Linked DNA regions of Pan troglodytes: region 2 is linked to region 1. A link is a contact called in public HiChIP or PLAC-seq data. All regions are on one chromosome and are shown on one strand. The core of a region is the stretch at or near the end of the contact, and the rest is flanking DNA. Distances in the headings are between cores, read along the strand shown. Region 1 holds the start of TOGARAM1 (TOG array regulator of axonemal microtubules 1). Region 2 holds the start of FKBP3 (FKBP prolyl isomerase 3).

Region 1 (5,026 bases), core at 1,368-3,867:
AACATTCAAATGGATTTAAAATCGATTTAAAACAAAGCATAACATGTTTCCCTCAAGCAGGCTGACCCTTAAGTCATCACGGGCATATTTTCATTTAAATTCTTCACACTTTCGACTCAAGAAAATTAGAGAAGCATACCTGCTCTATATCCTTGGAAGTGGAGGTCTGGTTTTCTCCCATGATTCCAGGTTGCTCATTTTCCCATGGTAATTTATTTTTTCCTTTTCCTGCACTTAATACCCTTCGGGTACAGATAGTTGGGCTGTAAGATCCATAAATGTGCATGCTATCCCTCACGTGGTCACCACAGTGACAGTGTGCACTCTGAGTTCTGTTACCAGCCAAAAGCCAATCCGTATCTGCTCCATGTGCCAAATGGTTTGACCTACCCCCGGCAGAAGATGGCATCAGTACTGCATATTCCACAAATCCCTGCTCTGTGAGCCTTGGTAAGGTTTTCCTAGCCAATCTGGCCTGCACAGCATTCATCACTCCATCTCCATTATCTTGCAGTTCAACTGTATCCACAGCTTTAAAAAGGATGCTGGTTTTACCTGAGCCCATTGATGATGCCAATACGGCAAAAGCTTCTAAAGCTGCTTGGCGTACCCTGCGTTTGCTATCTACAAGAGCTGGGGCAAGATCAAAGGACAGTTTGGGCAAGTCAAAATCCTCACTAGGATAGGTCAGCAGGGAGCAGATGCAAATGTTCACCACCTCCTCTCTCACTCTGGAATGCTTATGTTTGAGATGTTCCAGGAGTAAACAAAGCACCTGCTGAGGTCCTACTTCCTTCATTAGCTTGAGGAAGATTTTCATGTATTCTTGTTTGATCACCAACTTGTTGTCCGCCAGCACTTTGACAGAAGCTGCTATAACTGGTCCCAAGAACTGCTGTACCTGCTCTCCAAGGCGAATAACCAGTAAATGCAGGACTTGAAGTGTGCCATGCACCACTTTGAAGTTAGAATCGTCTAACAAATTATACAGCAAACTAATGAAGCCAACAAGACTAGAATGAGGAGTAGAACTAGGGTTAAATTTTCCCAGCACCTGCTTTAGTTCTTCGACGGCCTGGGTCCGGTTCTTATAGTCTTCCTGATCCAATAATCGTGAATGCAGCTCCTGAGGAATAATCCCAAATTTAAGATTGCTGTTGGAAAGAGTCACTGCACAGGGAAGGGGATCTTCAGGAAATCCAGAGGCTTCAAGTTCCAAATAATAAGGAACCTGACTTCCAAACTGGGACTCCAGGCGGTGATTGTAGTGTCTCCTCAGGGCAGAGGGCAGACGAGAAATATAAGATTGAAACCTGTCTTGGCCAAGTCGCTCCCCAATTTGTTGAAGTGCGGAGAAAGCTGTCTCAGATTCTTCTTCTGTCTCCTGATCACCAAGCTTTCGGGCTAGGGATATTATCACCTCGGTGAGATCCAGACCAAGCAACAAGTCCTCAGTAGTAAGCAAGATGGGAAGCAGTAGTGCTGTGGAAGCTCTAAGTCGGGCATCGGTACTTTCCAGTCCTTGTTGTATAAGCGTTCTCAGCACCTCTCCAGAACTACGTTTCAGACATATATGAAGGATCTGCAGCGCATCTTTCCGCAGGGCTGGATTCTCTTCCCGTAACGAGACAACTAGTTGAGGCAAAAGTGCTAAGCTAAAGGCCTCTTCAAGCTGGCCTGCCTCCCCCTGACCCCGGAGAACGTCCGAGAGAAGTTGCAAGCAAAGCCGCTTCTCATCACTACCTCCTTCCACAAGCACTCGGCCCAGTGCCCGATACAAAGCTTCCTTGCGTCGGGGGAAGCCAAGTCGACCGCCCCGCCGCGGCAAAGCAGCTTGCAAAGCCTGAAAGGCCTCAGAAGGATCCGGGGCAGTGCGGAGGAGTTGAAGGAGCCGAGTGTCCTCTTCATCTCCCCCTGACAAACCGCCTCCAGACTCAGACCAGCTGCTTGAGACTGCCTCCGAGGGCATCAAGAGGGCCGAGGCCAGAGGCGAAGTTGTAGTGGGGCAGGAACCGTGGTCCCCCGCAGCTCCACGGAAGTAGTAGTTTTTCTCTCCTCTCATAATGCCCCCAACTCGACTATCATCAGTCTCTGGGGCGGAAGGACGACTGCGGCTCTGGAGCCGATAGGTAGAGAGGACTGGAAAGGGCGGCAGCAGAAGCAGCGCGGAGGGGGCAGCCGCCATGCAGGGTTGTCAGGTGGTGGTGGTTGGAAGAAACCATTGCTGTCTCCAAAGGGCTCGATGGAGCCCAGACTTCCAGATCCTCTCCAAGCCCCAAGCTGCAGAAGAGGCAAAAGAACAGCTTCAGCCTGCCGCCAGGCCGCCCCCAACTCCGGGAGGCAGCCTCTGGCAAAATGGCCCCCGTCTGAGCCCTAGACCCCACAGCTGCCACCGGGCGTAACCAAGGGCACCACGTGACCAAACCGATTGCTTCCATGGTGATGTACCCAGCGCGGACCTCTTGACCCGGAAATCCACTTGCCGTGATGAATGCTGGGTTATGTAGTCCACGTCAGGTGTTGAGACTAGGCCAAAGTCTCCTGGAAGAGGAAGTCAGAACGTTGTAAACGTAGCTACAGCGGAGAAGGGAGGAGGGGTGAAGACATTTGACGGATGTGACGCTTTCTTTGCTCTGGGCGGAAGTTGCCCGCCCCACCCGTAAGAGTTAGGGTTTGACCGGAGCTAGTGAGGATCCAGCCCAGGCTCCAGTTGTCCGCGGATCCTCCTCCTGTCGCTGCCCGTGTGATTACTGGGACTCAGGTATTTTCCTTTTGCTGTCCTCCAGCGGTGCAGGCTTTGGCAGTGTTTTGCCCGAATGCCACTGGTGCTAGAGTAAGAGGCAAAGGACTGAGCGGAGCAGGTGGAAAGAGAGGCGACATCTTCTTGTGCAGGGCTCGTCACCCTTGTAAACGCGTTACTCTCTACCACCCTGAGTAACTGCGATCCTTTCCTCTTGCCATCTGCTTATCAGGACAGAAGATCTGGACCACGGCCAAGCTCACAAATCGGGTATTTTTTTTTCAATTCCTGGTCTTTGGGGCCTTTATTCGCCTCCCCCTTCTCCTTTTGTCGACTTCTCTTAACCCTCCGGCCGCAGAGGGTTAAATTTTTTTTGTTTTTGTTTGTTTGCTTTTGGCAACGTTTCCTTACCCTCATCACTTTGCGTTTTCTTTACAACGTACATAATATGGAAATAGGTCTGTTTTTTTTCCCCTGTAGCTAACCGCCTCTCCCTTAGACGTTATCAAAATCTTTCCTTCTAATGCAGTTCCTCTGTGGGACTCTCCCCTAACCTCCGCCCCCTCGGTCTGCCGCCCTAGCCTCCCTGCAGGATCCTCAAGCGTCTCTGCAGCTTTTCAGTCTCCTAGAGACAGAGATTGCGAAGACAATTTCACTTGCGGTGGAAGTTCTTTTTGGCATCATGGTTCTAAGAGAATTCTGCCTTGTGGATTTAGGAATGATAGTAGACATTTATTTATTTTAGGCGAACTGAGAATTTTGTGTGCATTTTCTCCTTCTCATAAGTGATACTTAAACGGACACAGTGGAAGAGCTGGAGTGTCTAGTGTGAGCCTGAATGCTTTGGAGTGTGGAAGAGAGATTTTTTTTTTTTGAAGGAATAATACAATTACTTTTGAATGACTCGTGCGAAAAGTCTAAGTTATCATTTGAAGACCCAAATTTATGCACTTCAAATGCAAGTATTCCTACCCTGCTCTGTACCAGGTGGGATTTCTCTTAAATACTTTTTAAAGTCTTGGAATAAATGAGTCACATATGCCAAACAGCTTTATAAATAATGCTCCCAGCTGATGCAAGTGCAAAAATAATTTCTGGATTTTTGCCTTAAAGTACGATTTGAATATCAGTTTTGTTTTGTTTTGTTTTTGGGGGGTGGGGGTGGGGAATAGACTATTAATGTAAATGAGGCTGTGTAAATATACATCCTATGTTTTGGTTTAAATTCTAGGCTGTTACTTTGGTTTTAATGAGCCATTTTCGTGTTTAAATGAATCTGCCTAAATTAGGTTTAGCTAGCATGTTTCATTTTAGGGACAGGTTAAAGACAGGGAGGTGAAAAACAAGAAATGATTGTAGCAGTTGTCAATGAGAAAGTGTCTGGTTCTCACAGTTCCAACCTAAGAAGCTCAAATGTGTAGACTTCTAGTCATGTATTGCCCAGACTTGAGGAACCCAGTTCAAACTAACCTAGACAATGATGTACACATTACAGTGCCAGTTTATGTTGGATCAGAATTTTCAAGTTGAAAATCCAGTGCACTCTTTCTTGTATCCAAGAACTTGGGAAGCCAAGTTAATAACTAGAGGTTGTGTGGTAATCATGGAATCACAGAAAAGGAACTTCGAAAGTCTTAAATGAGAGACGTGGATACTTAAGCAGTTATCATGCCCTTTTCCTGGGAACAAAGCAAGATGAGTCTTCCTTTTGTTTCTTGTTTTTTTAGATCCCTGTGGATCACTATACATTACAGATTGCAATTTATTTTTTATCTGTTACATTTTGTCTCTTTGATTGAAGACTTAGAAGAGGCATTAGTCTCCATAGTGGATATTTAGGAAACGGGACTTCATCAGCATCACATCTTACTGATTATCTTTTAGAGTTATTTTGTGGAACATAAATCTCATTCATTGAGTGTGTATTCTTTTTATTACGAAGCAGATTTTTTTTAATCTTTGGAAATCTAGGAATTTCTCGTATATTGACTTAAAAAGCCTTTTGGATTTAATCATATAGAGAGAGAGTACAAATTTATAATCAATTTTTAAATAGTAGAATACACTATTAGGTGTTTTATTAATAGTACACCTCAGAAAGTTAAAAGGAAGTGGTTAAGGATACATTGAAAATTGCAAATTCAGCTAAAACAAGTTTAAAATTTCAATAATTTCAAGAATGTAGTTAAATTAGTGAATTATAGGAATGTGTGTGCTACATATGTTAATTTTTTTAGCTGAACTTAAGGGTAAACACAATTGCCCTAAAAACTTACTTTATTTCCA
Region 2 (4,952 bases), core at 920-3,419, 170 kb before region 1:
GTATACGCACATAATAGCTTCAAAATACTATGACAAGCTGCAGACATTCTCTGAAGATTGAATAAAGCAACCCTATTCATCAGTTTTGGGCTTGCTACAAGTAGAGAATGTTTTAAGAGGGAGGGCGTAAGATGCACATATTGTAGCTTGGGAACTATTCCACATGGGTCAGGAATTCCCAGCTCTTACTTCAAAATTAGTCCAGTCTAAGATACCTGTCATTTCGGCCATGTGGGATTGCGGGATACCCATCACCTGGTAGCAAGCCTCGATCTGCTGTGTCACCAAGGGTTTCGTTGGGGCCATGAAGACCACCTTTCCTGAAGGGAACCAGCGGTAGAAATTGTACATGACCACAGCGGCAATAAAGGTCTTTCCCAGTCCGGTAGGCAGACACGCCAGCGTATTGCAAAACAGAGCAGCCCGGGAAATGTGCAGCTGGTAGTCCCGCACTGGGCAATTGGTAGGGTAAATCCACAGGGCGCCCGCGGAGGTGCAGAACCCGCCATTCTCTAGACACAACTGCCGCTCAGCCTCGTACGCCGCGACAAGCAACACATCATCGTCCGACTCCAGCTGAGCCTCCGCTGCTGCTGGCAAAGGCGCCTTGGAGCTGCCAGGGCTCTGAGGTCGCTCAGTTCCGGAGCTGCAACCCGGAGTCCCAGATGATCGGGAGATACTTGAGCCCCACGTCTGAAAAAGCGTTCTTTGCCGTCCGCTCATTAGGCCGACAACCACCGAAGGCTTCTGTCAGATATCCGTAGCAGCAGCAGCTCAACCGCTACGGTTCCGATCCCCATCGGTTTCCTTCGCACAAAACTCTGGAACGAGAAGGCGGGACTAAGGCCATTTTATCCAGTTGAAAATGCCGCCACTGAGTTTCCGTTGGGAATGATTGGCTGGCTTCCCGGAAACCTTCACAGCCCTCCCGGAGACTCATGCGCATTATTAAGGCGTTACTCTAAATATGGTCCCCGGTGCAGTTCCGGTGTTTTGTTTTAACAAACTCTAAATTTAAGTTCCGTTTCCAATGATTAGATGGCTGGGCGTCATTGCTAACGTGATAAATCACTTAAAATGTTATAATAGAGATTTATTGTAAAATATTACATACCCGGGGACAATGGAATAGCCATCAATTTGGGAACTTAATGTTATTGAGCGTCTAACGTGCCTCATTCCTTGTACTTTTAAATCAGAATATAAAGTGAAAAGCAAAAATGTGTAGAAGGAATAATTTGTCTTATATCTCTATCTGGGCTGAGAAAACAAAATGCCAAGTCTCTTTTTCACCGCGCTGGGAGTGACAACCCATTATTTTAATATTTTCATTGTTTAAAGGGAAGTGAACCTGGTCTGGTCCAGCTATTCGTCAGAATTTTTTTTTTTTAATGCTCCTTGCAAAGCAGAGCTAACTCATAGGCAACATGCCCAGAGTCAGCCTAGATTTTTTTAAGTAAGGAGTCCTGATGTTCAACTATTAAATCTTTATTATAGATAAGAGCATTATAATAAACGTCGGTGTGCAATTATTCCACTCTAACGAAGATTTCTATCTCAAATAATTCCTGACTTCTCTCTAAACCTGACTTTGAGTAACCTCTGTAAATTTGTTTCCTCGTGTACTGAGAAAAAAATATACATCACAGAGTTACAAGCATTAATAATGTCATTCTCATCAGCAAGTGGCATCCTGAGTGCGGCTTCTTTATAAATTGTTTTATTTGTTCAAGTTTCTGAACTTCGTTTTGGACAAACTTTCTCGTATTTGTATGGGGGGAAGGGGATGGGCAGTTTGTATTTAAGTTTCGGTTGTGTGATCTTTAAAAGGGAAATGGTGGGATATGGGTTTTCGGATCGACAAGGACTGAAGCACTTCAGGTGTGACTTTTTAGGCTAGAACTAGATAAAACGAGATAAGGAGCCTGAATGCTGTTTTCTTTTAACAGGTTATAGACTGGACTTTAAAGGCATAGCTGCCTTAAATGTGGGTAATGGTTGATAAATGTCGCTACCATCAGAGGTCGCTTCACAAGGGGTCTAATTCAGAATCGAAGATCTCTAGCGGTCTTCTACTCAGTCGACTGCAGAGACGACCGCGGTAGGTTTTTCAACCCGGACTCAACAAAGAAGCCCTCATAGCACAGCCTTGACGTCACTCAAAGACAGGCCCCAATCCCGACTGCTAGAGCAGAGGCCCGCCCCTCGACCTCCGTGAGTGGCCACGCCCCGCCCTAGGGGGCGGGGCGATGCCGAACTGCGGCGGGCTGGCTCAGTAAAGCGGAGGCAGCGGGGGAAGATGGCGGCGGCCGTTCCACAGCGGGCGTGGACCGTGGAGCAGCTGCGCAGTGAGCAGCTGCCCAAGAAGGACATTATCAAGTTTCTGCAGGAACACGGTTCAGATTCGGTACCGGAGGCGTAGGGGCGGCCGGGCTGGTGCTGCTGAGGGACGCCTCACCCCCCTGGAGATGCCCATACATTCCGTATTCCTCTGTGCCCCCGCCCTCGTCTTCCCGCGGCCGGTGGCCTGGAAGGCCGGAGCGGCCCAGCTTGTGCTTTGGTGCCTCGCTCCCGCCTCTCGGGCGTTCTCTACTGGGGCAGGGGAGCAGCTTTATTTCTTGGGGCACACAGGCTGCAATTGTAGAGTTAGAACCTCATTGGGATCCTTGAGTGAGGGTGGAGGCCAGAAAAATAGGAACCCGAGAATATTGGGGGCTAGGGCGGAGAGGCCGAGGAATAGTGGTGTGGATGAGACTCCTGGGAGCGGGGCGCCGGCTACTAGGGAAATGGGAAGGGATGTGAAGATTTCTGTGGGAACGGTGTATCCAACTTGCTTTTCTCAACAGTTTACTAAATACTGAACATTAATACGTGTGATTTTTAAAAAATCCGTAGGTTGTGGTTTAAGTTTTGATTTAACATATCGACCCTTTAAATGACCTTTTCACCTTTATACTTTAAGGGAGCTACATGCACATTTCTCTTGTGCAGTGGTCTGTCATTGTTATAAACAGACTAAGAAATTTATTTGAAATGCTTTATACTGTAGGCTCTCCATTTGTCAGCATAGTCTCCATCTTAACCATCCGTCTATAGTCAAGTTATTTTTGTCACACTTGTTTTTCCTTTGGAAAATAAGTTCATTCATGCATCTGTTAAATTGCTGAAATAGTTGTGCACGCAGCATTCTCTTACAAGCGGCAGCCTGCTTGTGTTTTCTATACATTTTTTAAAATTCTAAACTTTTCTTTTAGAAAAACTGTTTCTGGGTTTTTTTGTTTGTTTGTTTGAGATGGAGTCTCTCTCTGTTGCCCAGGCTGGAGTGCAGTGGCGCGATCTCGGCTCACTGCAACCTCCGCCTCCCGGGTTCAAAGGATTCTCCTGCCTCTGCCTCCCGAGTAGCTAGGACTACAGGCGCGTGCCACCACGCCAGGTTAATTTTCTGTATTTTTAATAGAGACGGGGTTTCACAGTGTTAGTCAGGATGGTCTCGATCTCCTGACCTCGTGGTCCGCCCGCCTCGGCCTCCCAAAGTGCTGGGATTACAGGCCTGAGCCACTATTTCTGGGTTATTTTGAGAAGCTTATATTTTATTTTCATTTTGGGCGGGCGTCATGACAGGGAGATAGAAGAACTCTCCAACTTCCAGTGCCTTCTTCCTTAATTATTATCCTGGCATCCGCATCTTAGATTAATTTAGCAGATATTAATACAACATCTGTAACAAGAACTATTCTCAGTGTTTGGAGGTACAAGGGTGAAAAAGAAAGAACATGTGTCGGGGATCTTACCCCATTTTAATGGAACTATTTTCTCTTAAGCCAATTCGTATTTCATCTGAAACAATAGAATAGACATCATTAACATTTAATAATACCTCAGTCATGTACTTCATCCATCATATTCTTATGAAACAAATCATGCCATGTGGAATCGTATGTAAAACTGGGCCACGTGGAACAATTTCAACAGACTTGGATTATCAAAATGTTTTTATAACATATTAATCTTTTAAATGCATAGTCTCGGTCGGTCGTGGTGGCTCATTCCTGTAATCCTAGCACTTTCGGAGGCCAAAGCGGGCAAATCACTTGAGGCCAGGCATTCAGGACCAGCCTGGCCAATGTGGCGAAACCTCATTTCTGCTAAAAATACAAAAAAAATTAGCTGGGCCTGGTGGTGGGCGCCTCTAATCCCAGCTGTTGGGGAGGCTGAGGCAGGAGAATCGTTTCAACCCAAGAGGGGGAGGTTGCAGTGGGCCGAGATTGGGCCGCTGCACTCCAGCCTGGGCGACAGAGCTAGACTCTGCCTCAAAAAAAAATAATAATAATCTCCGGTGATCATTAACACTTAGACCTATACTTGACAATAATTATTTTATTAATCATAAGATATCAAAGAGATGTTTATGCTTTTATGCTTTGGGTATTTTCTGGAATCTTTAACAAGAAACCACCAGCATGCTAAAGGTAACTGATTACTTCCGTTTAGTCAACTTTGTCTCCTTTCCCCATCAGCTGTTATTTAGAACATATCTTTGAAAGAAAAAGAAAAAGAAAAAAAATACAATAGTGATAGTGTTAACTGTTAACTGCTAATAATGTTAACTGCTTTATCAAAAGCTTAGAAGATGCCAAAGGACAACTTTGAGAAGGTAACAAAATTAGGAATTAAGCAAGGAGCACAAGGCAGAAAAAGAAGCAGAATAAAATAAGGAAACAAAGAAGTTATCGAAATCCTCACAATTACGTGATTTTCAGATAAAGTTATACTACGACTTGCTATTTCAGCAGTAGTATTTTAGTGTCCATCTGCCATCTTAGCAGTCTTATATTTGAAAGAAAAGGAATTCCGCTGTTACCTTGAGCTATTAAATACAGAATTAATCATAATCCCAATATTTATTAAGTTCTTACTGTGTGACAGGCTCTATGCTAAATGCATTAAATGGA

What was found. HiChIP or PLAC-seq counts read pairs in DNA pulled down with a chosen protein or histone mark.
Region 2: a contact with region 1 is called in an H3K4me3 HiChIP or PLAC-seq map of stem cell-derived excitatory neurons, with 2.2 times the contacts expected there. The contact joins the promoter of FKBP3 here to the promoter of TOGARAM1 in region 1. A contact is called at or near these places in 1 of 7 Hi-C or Micro-C datasets (stem cell-derived neural progenitor cells) and 1 of 1 datasets of contacts at active chromatin or transcription factors (stem cell-derived excitatory neurons).

The regions. Positions count from the first base shown.
Region 1 is chr15:43,038,929-43,043,954 of NHGRI_mPanTro3-v2.0_pri, reverse strand. It overlaps TOGARAM1 (TOG array regulator of axonemal microtubules 1), which reads right to left and starts at 2,617. Exons shown (of 21, transcript XR_010150936.1): 1 at 140-2,617. It overlaps KLHL28 (kelch like family member 28), which reads left to right and starts at 2,640. Exons shown (of 5, transcript XM_016926034.4): 1 at 2,640-3,010.
Region 2 is chr15:43,210,602-43,215,553 of NHGRI_mPanTro3-v2.0_pri, reverse strand. It overlaps FKBP3 (FKBP prolyl isomerase 3), which reads left to right and starts at 2,169. Exons shown (of 7, transcript XM_509926.8): 1 at 2,169-2,407. The coding sequence starts at 2,300. It overlaps FANCM (FA complementation group M), which reads right to left and starts at 950. Exons shown (of 23, transcript XM_509928.7): 1 at 216-950. The coding sequence starts at 723.